Regions from separate parts of the Sus scrofa genome. Here region 1 is linked to region 2. The links are chromatin contacts, called in public Hi-C maps. All regions are on one chromosome and are shown on one strand. The core of a region is the stretch at or near the end of the contact, and the rest is flanking DNA. Distances in the headings are between cores, read along the strand shown.

Region 1 (4,117 bases), core at 1,232-3,731, 740 kb after region 2:
AAAACATTGTCTGACATCAACCTTACCGATGTATTCTCAGGTCAGTCTCCCAAGGAAATAGAAATAAAAGCAAAAAATCAAACTGACAAGCTTTTGCACAGCAAAGGAAACTATAAAAAACCCCAAAAAGACAACTTACAGAATGGGAGAAAATAGTTTCAAATGATGCAACTGACAAGGGCTTAATCTCTAAAATGTACAAACAACTTAAACAACAGCAAAAAAAAGCCAACAACCCAGTTGAAAAATGGTCAAAAGACTTGAAAAGAGATTTCTCTAAAGAAGATATACAGATGGCCAACAGGCACATGAAAAAATGCTCAACATCACTGATTAGTAGAGAAATGCGAATCAAAACTACTATTGAGGTACCACCCCACACCAGTCAGAATGGCCATCATTAATAAGTACACAAATAACAAATGCTGGAGAGGGTGTGGAGAAAAGGGAAAACTCCTACACTGTTGGTGGGAATGTACAACAACCACTATGGAAAACAGTATGCAGTTTCCTTAGGAAACTAAATAATAGAACTACCATACGACCCAGCAATCCCACTCTAGGGCATATATTCAGACAAAACTTTCCTTGCAAAAGACACATGAACATGCATGTTCATTGCAGCACTATTCACAATAGCCAAGACATAGAAACAACCTAAATGTCCATCGACAGATGAATGGACTAAGAAGATGTGGTATAGATACACAATGGAATACTACTCAGCCATAAAAAAGAACAAAATAATGCCATTTGCAGCAACATAGATGGAACTAGACACTCTCACACTAAGTCATAAAAAGACAAATACCATACTTATATCTGGAATCTAATATACAGCACAAATGAACCTTTCCACAGAAAAGAAACTCATGGACTTGGAGAATAGACCTGTGGTTGCAGAAGGGAAAGGGGGGGAGGGGGAGGGGGAGGGAGTGGGATGGACTGGGAATCTGGGGCTAATAGATGCAAACTATTGCCTTTGGAATGGATCAGCAATGAAATCCTGCTGCATAGCACTGGGAACTAGATTTAATCACTTATGATGGAGCACGATGGAGGATAATGTGAGAAAAAGAATGTATATATGTGTGTGACTGGGTCTGTTTGCTGTACTGTAGAAAATTGACAGAACAATGTAAATGAGCTATAAAGAAAAAAATAAAAATCATTAAAAAAATAAATCTATCTGTTCCTGGTTTTACTTACATTTAATCTTACTCCACATTTTTAAAGGGTTGATTATTAAAAAATTTATTAGATGCAAAATCTACCATCTTCAACCCATTCTTTTTAGTAATTCGGACCACAGGGGTACATGCTCAATTGCACAGTACATTAGTGAGGAAGTAGCATTAAAAAATCAGGTGGAAAATTTGTTTCAAAAAAAAAAAAATCAGTGGGAGTTCCCATCATGAAGCAGTGGATACAAATCTGACTAGGAACTATGAGGTTGTGGGGTCAATCCCTGCCCTCGCTCAGTGGGTTAAGGATCCAGCACTGCTGTGAGCTGTGGTGTAGGTTGCAGATGCCCCTCAGATCTGATGTGGCCACAGCGTGGGCCAGCAGCTGTAGCTTCAGTTGGACCCCTAGCCTGGAAACCTCCATTTGCTGTGGGTGTGGCCCTAAAAAGCCAAAAAAAAAAAAAAAATTCAGTGAATAAAAGTAACACATGAATTAACCAATATAAAAGTTTAAACATTATACTGTTCATAACAGCACAGTATACAATGTTTTGTACACAGGGAGCATTCAATATGTATTCGTTGAATAGATTCTACAGAAATTTATTTTGAATGTGAGAAGTGTTGCTAAAACTGCACATTCAGAATGAGAACTCTCATTTGTTGGAAAAAAAACATACAAAATACTGATGATCGTACTGACTGTAAAATGTTACCATTTGGTATCCACCATCACCTTTCCAGTTAGAACTATGTAGAAGTATTTTTATGGATATACCAAAACTTTTTGATTCACTTGGATGGAAGATTACCTAAAATCTAGCCACCCTGATAGCTATTTTCAAAAAACTATGATCCTATTTTTGTACTCCAAAAATACTTTTATATTTGTGCAATAGGGATACAAGAACCTTGAGAATTTTATTTTCTTCAGAGTGATAAAATCCATTTTCCTAAGAGGATCAAAGGACGAGAAAATTTTTTGAAGTTTCTAAGAGAAAGTAAATGTGGCTCCAAGTTCACTTTCCAAAGCGGGAAGCAGAGATTTTTTTTTCTTTTTTTTTTAAGGATAGCATGGAACTTGAGAATCAGAAAAAGTTTTTTTTTCCAATCATTAATCATGTTTATAATTTGGTTCTAAAATCATTATGACTATACATATTTCCAAAAAGATTTTAGTGTCTTATGTAATCAGCAATGTAGTCACTTAAAAAACATGTGGAAATTGCAGAGCTAAATAGCGGACATGTATTTATTACATTTGGTCATGCCCATACTCTAGGGATGGCTAAATGTGTGTGTATAGTACTCCTTTGTCTCCTCTTAGAAAACCCTCCAGAGCTCTGCTATGAATTACATTGTTTAAATATGTCCACATTCAATTTCGGGAGAGTTATTCCCAAGTCAGTTTCAAACTGAACACATGTTGCATCTGTTTTCTGTTTGTGAATACTGAATGCTTGGCACTTTAATTGGGGTATTTTTCTTTGGAATGAAATAATTTCAAATATTCGCTTAATCAAAACATCAGTTTCCTTTTCCAGTTTCCATCGTGGACTGTTGGTAGGTTTCCCAGACCTGGCCTCCTGTGCGGTGGTGAGGGACGCACCTTCCCTTGACGTGCAAGAGGGAACAGAGAGCAGCAATAACCGGATCCCTGGCTCATCCCGTCCGCATGTCCCATGCCCTCTAGATTCCACTGACCTGCATTCAAGTGCTCTGGAAGGTCTTAACTGTCTCATATTCTTCTGATAATTCACAAACACTTTTTTCTTAGAAAATTTTAATGGGTGCAGAAAAATTCTCCCCACAAAGTCCTGTGAAGCCACTAGAACCTCACAGCTCTCTTCCCTGCCAGATGCAATCAAAAGCTTTTAAGGACCTTGATTTGGGCAGTATATGTGTATAAGATAACCTGGTGACAGGGTATAGGGTTGAGCAGTGTGGATTAAAGCAGAAAGAACTTGGAGGAAAGGAAGGTAAACTAAGAGGCTGTTGTCCATGGGGAAAATGAGGAAGGTTATTCCAGTAGAACTGAAAGAAAGCAGCACATGCTCCTTGGAAAAGCAGACTTCAGAGTAAAAAAGGCCTAGGCTTGAATCAACGCTCAACCACTTGGGAACTCTGACCCCCAACCTCTCCAAATGTTTCTCTACTTAGAAAATGGATGTGAAACCAGCTTGTATAATTCTTGAAAAGACTGAATTACGGTATTTTAAATGCCTACTATATAATGTTAATATATGATCTTAAATAGACAAAATTTAAAGATACTGTGAAGGAAGAAACAAATAAAGCCCAATGGATTGAATACAGGAAATGAAGGAGAAAGATATTCAAAGATGAGGAGTTTCCATCGTGGCTTAGTGGTTAACGAATCTGACTAGGAACCATGAGGTTGCGGTTTGATCCCCGCCCTTGCTCAGTGGGTTAATGGTCCAGCATTGCCGTGAGCTGTGGTGTAGGTCGTAGACACGGCTTGGATCCCCTGTTGCTATGGCTCTGGTGTAGGCTGGCAGCTACAGCTCCGATTAGACCCCTAGCCTGGGGACCTCCATATGCCGTGGGAGCAGCCTAAGAAATGGCAAAAAGACAAAAAAATTAAAAAAAAAAAAAGATATTCAAAGATGAGAACACACCGAGCCCATGAACATCCATTTCTCTGATGTACTGGCCACACAAAAGACACTTTATTTCCCCATAAAAATTAATACTTAATAAACTAACTAAGGAATGATGAGGTGAAATAACTTGCCTTAAATCAGGCACTAATAGTGACAGAGAATAGGACTCCAAGTTTGGCCTTTTACTCACCCCATTCCCTTTCTTTTCCTTCTCTTTCTGAAGAAAAATTGTAGGCAAGGCTGAGCCAAGGAGGGTACCCATAGCTGGAGGAGCCTCAGGGTGGGTTGTCAGAGTCTGAGCAGGCTGAG
Region 2 (4,298 bases), core at 363-2,862:
ACCAAGAAATTGATTTTCTTCCACTTCTAGAAGCTGGAAGTACAAGATTGAATGTTAGCAGGGTTGGTTTCTGCTGAGGCCTCCTTCCTTGGCTTGTCATTGGCTGTTTTCTTCCTGTGTCTGCATGTGGTCTTTTCTCAGTGTGAATCTGTATTCTACTCTGCTGATCATATAAGAACACCACAGAGTTCCATCCAATCTCTTGGGATAGAACACGAAGGAAGGTAATACGAAAAAAGAATTCATGTGTATGTATGACTGGGTCACTTTGCTGTACAGCCGAAATTGATATAACACTGTAAAAAAAAAGAACGTCAGTGCTATTCAATGGGGGGCCACCTAATAACCTCATTCTGACTTAAGAATCTCTTCAAAAACTCTTATCTCCAAATACAGCTACATTCTGAGGTATTAGGTTTCAGGGATTCAACCTATGAATTGTGTGGGTGTTGGTCACCACTCAGGCCCTAGTGGAAGGTTTAGGGCAGGACAGTGGCATGGCCCTGGGATGGGTAACAGGTTCTCTCTGGTTGCAATTTGGGTGGAGTAGAGGAGCAGGAGGAGAGTGGAGTGCCTTAAGGAAGCCTCTGCCTTAACCCGGAAAAGAGGTGTGCTGAGGGCACACCTAGTTTCTGAGAAGGACTGTGGCCTCCCTTGGGAAGCCCAGAGGAGAGGTAACTGGGGGAAGGGGGATTATCTACCTTGTGACAAGAGGAGTGGGGAAAAGGAAAGGGGGCAAATTGAGGTAGATTTGTAGCTGTGATGGCAGGAAGTTGAAGAGGTTTGCTTTTATGGTTTCTATTTTAATTTTCTGTGAAGTAAGACATCTGCTAGGAACAAGAAGAAAGCAAATTACAGATGTGAGTTGAGTGGAAAATGTTTTAAATTGCCATTCCAGAAGTGGGAAAGCAAGCTCACAGAAAAATCTCATTAGAATTTCTATGAAGTGTTAAAAGCCCCATTAAGAAGGGTGTCCACAGATTTAAAGGGGCACAAATCTCCCCAGTTTTGTGGGTTTTTTTTTTCTCCTATCTGTGCAGGACTGTGTGGGTACGTATGGAGACAGGCAGAGTTGGATTCTTCCAGGACTGAGGTTTCTCAGGCCAGAGTTGGCTGCCAGGGCTTGCTGGCAGAGTTCTGGAATATAACTGTTCCAGCTGAACTCCTGGGAATTTCCCAGGTGCTTGGAATTTGAAGTTATAATTTCACAGAAAAGGATGGGGTGTTTGCTTACACTGCTGCTGAAATTAAAACCTCCTGGAAGCATTTCACTTTGTGCTGCAGCTCTGGGAAAAGTCTCCTTGTTCATCTTGAAGCACACACTATATATAAGCCGCAGCTCCTAGGTAAGCCATAGCTCCACAGAGCTGGCCTAGACAGATACCCTAAATCTTTTCATAGTTTATCCTTCAGCTATTTAAAATGTCTGCTTGGCTGCACATGCCTCTGAATGGGAACCATACTCAGAGTTTAATAAAAACAAGTATTAGGTTCATGCCACGTAGCATATAATAAAACACAAGATATGATGAAGGGTTTCTGACTGGACGTCTCCTCCTGCTCTACGTGCTGAAGTTCCACTGGGCTTTTGCATCATCCTGGCTGTTAGAAATTGAAAACAAAATTCTCCTCTGAAAAAATTATGGTAATCTCTAGGAGCCTGAATGCTGAGGGAAGATGTTTCAGAATGCTCTGGAATTTAATGCTTCATTTCCATCAGCCCACGTGTCATGAGAATCTTTCCATTCCAAACTATTTCTTTGCCTTCCCATCACCCGTTCCCCAGTACACACACACACACACACACACACACACACACAAAATCTGTCACAGTATCAAGCTCCTCAGAACCACAGGAGCTCAAATTTCACATATCTCAAAAGGAAGGAATTTTAGGATATAAATTCCACAGTACAAATTGTTTTTACATACGCTACTCCTTACTGTGCTTTGTAGCAGGATATGGGCTCTTGGTGTGAAATAATAATAATGACAAGGGATTTGCCAATAAAAAGAAGCTGGATACTGTAAAATATTATCCAAACAAAGTTTCACTCAAAGACAATTCCTAGACATTTTAGAGCATACTCTGCTCTTCTGAAACTGACAGCTGAAGCAGGCATTGCATTTTCTGAACTAATGTATGATTTCTGTGTTAAAATTCATGATAAAAGTTACCATATCAGAAATGGGAACTTTAGCAAGTAACTACTGTGGGTTCATCCTGGAGCATAAAAACATAATAGAATCTTTCTTAAAAAATATAAGCTAGTCTTGCATTCTTCAGTTTGTGGTTGCAAACAGGAAAAAGTAGATGCTATTAGCATCAGGAACACACTTGAATTGAGTTTCTGTTAACAATTAGAGACGAATTGGTAAGAAAGGAAGTGACAGAAATAACAGAACTTGTCTGGATGGTATTTTCTTAGATGGTATCCTCAGAGCATCACTGATTATGTGGCATTCCTAAAATAATAAATAGGACCCCCCAAGTTAAAGACCCAACTGAGCCAGAATTATAACAGCTGGCTCCCTTGCAGTAATGGTAACCAAATTTCTATTTCCCAGGATTTTCATTAACTTAGACATTTGTTTCTACATTCTATTGCATTTCTAGTTTCATGATCTTAAAACGTAGATTTGTATAGAAAGTTATATTCTGCAATTCCTTTTTTTCTTCAACCTTTTATTTATTTATTTTTCTACTGTATCTGCCATTCTTTTTACTCATCGAGAATTCTTGAAAGAGAAAAAGAGGAGGAACATAATCCATATCATAGGCAGGAACATCCAGCACAGGCCCACAGGGTCTTCTCATTGAGAACAAACCCTCCTGTATGCACCCTGCCATCACTTCACAACCTCCTCAAGACTACAAAAGGAAACATTTTACATTTTGGAGAAAAGAAGTAAGTTTGCCTATAGAAATGGAATAGTCATAATCCTTTTAAGTTTGGGAGGAAGTCTTGGCCTAACTCTTTCTTTGCTTTCTTTTTCACTATAGAAACAACTCAGAGGTTGTATGTTTTAAATGTCCTTTTGACATACCAAGTTATTTTTTGTGAAAATTAATGGTTTAAAAAAAAGCAAAGAAACAAAAGAAAGATAGCCTGACAAAGCTATTTCACTAAAAAAACAAAAAAACAAAAAAACAAAAAAACATATGGCAAACAGACCTCAGAGTTTGTTCTAAATTGGAAGCATTACACCTTCCAACTCTCAGTTGAAGACCAGAATTACTTCCTTCTGGCTGAAGTAGCTGAGGTCTAGGAAAATTGTGTTGAAGGGGTGCACTGGCTATTTGCTATAATATTATTTCAATTCCATGGACTACAATCTTCAGCTATGATACCATGAAATTAGTTTTAGCTTTTCCAAGATGACGTTTTTCCTTTCTTTTCCCTCCATCCTACATACAAGCTTGCAACTACACATGTCTGAAAAACAATGAATATCTTCGCCATCCCATGGGGCCACATCTTGGCTCCTCAGGTCCATTTCAATGAACACAGTTTTGGCTGTTGCTCAAAATATCAGGAACTGCGTCTCCTTAGGATAGAGGAGTTCCTTCACTCTACTTCCTCCTTGCTCAGACAGTGCATTGTTCCTATTGCCTCCATTCCCATAGCCACTTGTACCCTGGAGGCAAGATTGAATCTGTGGGAGTAGGGGTAACACTTTCACCATAACCTAAGAGTTCTCTGTCTGACTCTATTCTGTTCTGATCAAAGTGACCAATACAGTGGCTCAGAGGTAAACTCTCAGAATGGACAGTTTCTTTCTGCAAATGTCATGTCTCTTTGGTGCCATTTTCCCCTCAATGTTCACATTCCTACTTCTCTTCCAATCAAAACCTACTCTCAAGAGAGGGTATGCAGAACTTACACATGGATCTGCAAGCACCTTAACGTGATTGAGTAATTTCAATCCTAAGGGTATTAAACTTTAACAGTAAACACAGGTGCTCCAAGCAAGGGATTGTATCTCCATTAGGAGAGTTTCAGAGTTGAGAAGGTATGCAGAAAAACTAATTTAAGGGGTACCACAGAGATTACCCCACATAATCAGTTACTCTGCATTCATTTTTTTTTTTTTCATTCTACAAGCATCACATGCCTACAAGTTATCAGAAAACATTTGTAATCTGGTAAAGGAAGAGAGACCCCCCCAACAAAGAAGGTCATTTAAGTGTTAAAGGGGGAGACGAAAAAAAGGACCAAATTTGAGTTAGGGTTCAGAGAGGAGATGATGATTGAGGTCTGAGAGTTGTGCAGATATTTTCTAGGTAAGTAAAGGGG

Evidence for each region. Hi-C and Micro-C count contacts between places; a contact is called where the count stands out from the background.
Region 1: a contact with region 2 is called in a Hi-C map of fetal skeletal muscle, with 1.8 times the contacts expected there. The contact joins two enhancer-like sites. A contact is called at or near these places in 2 of 47 Hi-C or Micro-C datasets (embryonic fibroblasts and fetal skeletal muscle).

The regions. Positions count from the first base shown.
Region 1 is chr1:79,850,295-79,854,411 of Sscrofa11.1, forward strand. No RefSeq gene overlaps it. Among named protein-coding and RNA genes, the nearest start is that of HDAC2, 49 kb to the right of the region's middle. Within about 2 kb of position 2,482, at least 2 of the 83 cell types and tissues checked have an H3K27ac peak or open chromatin away from gene starts, as enhancers often do. A contact at or near this core is called in fetal skeletal muscle, where this site is marked.
Region 2 is chr1:79,108,214-79,112,511 of Sscrofa11.1, forward strand. No RefSeq gene overlaps it. Among named protein-coding and RNA genes, the nearest start is that of MARCKS, 680 kb to the right of the region's middle. Within about 2 kb of position 1,613, at least 11 of the 83 cell types and tissues checked have an H3K27ac peak or open chromatin away from gene starts, as enhancers often do. A contact at or near this core is called in fetal skeletal muscle, where this site is marked.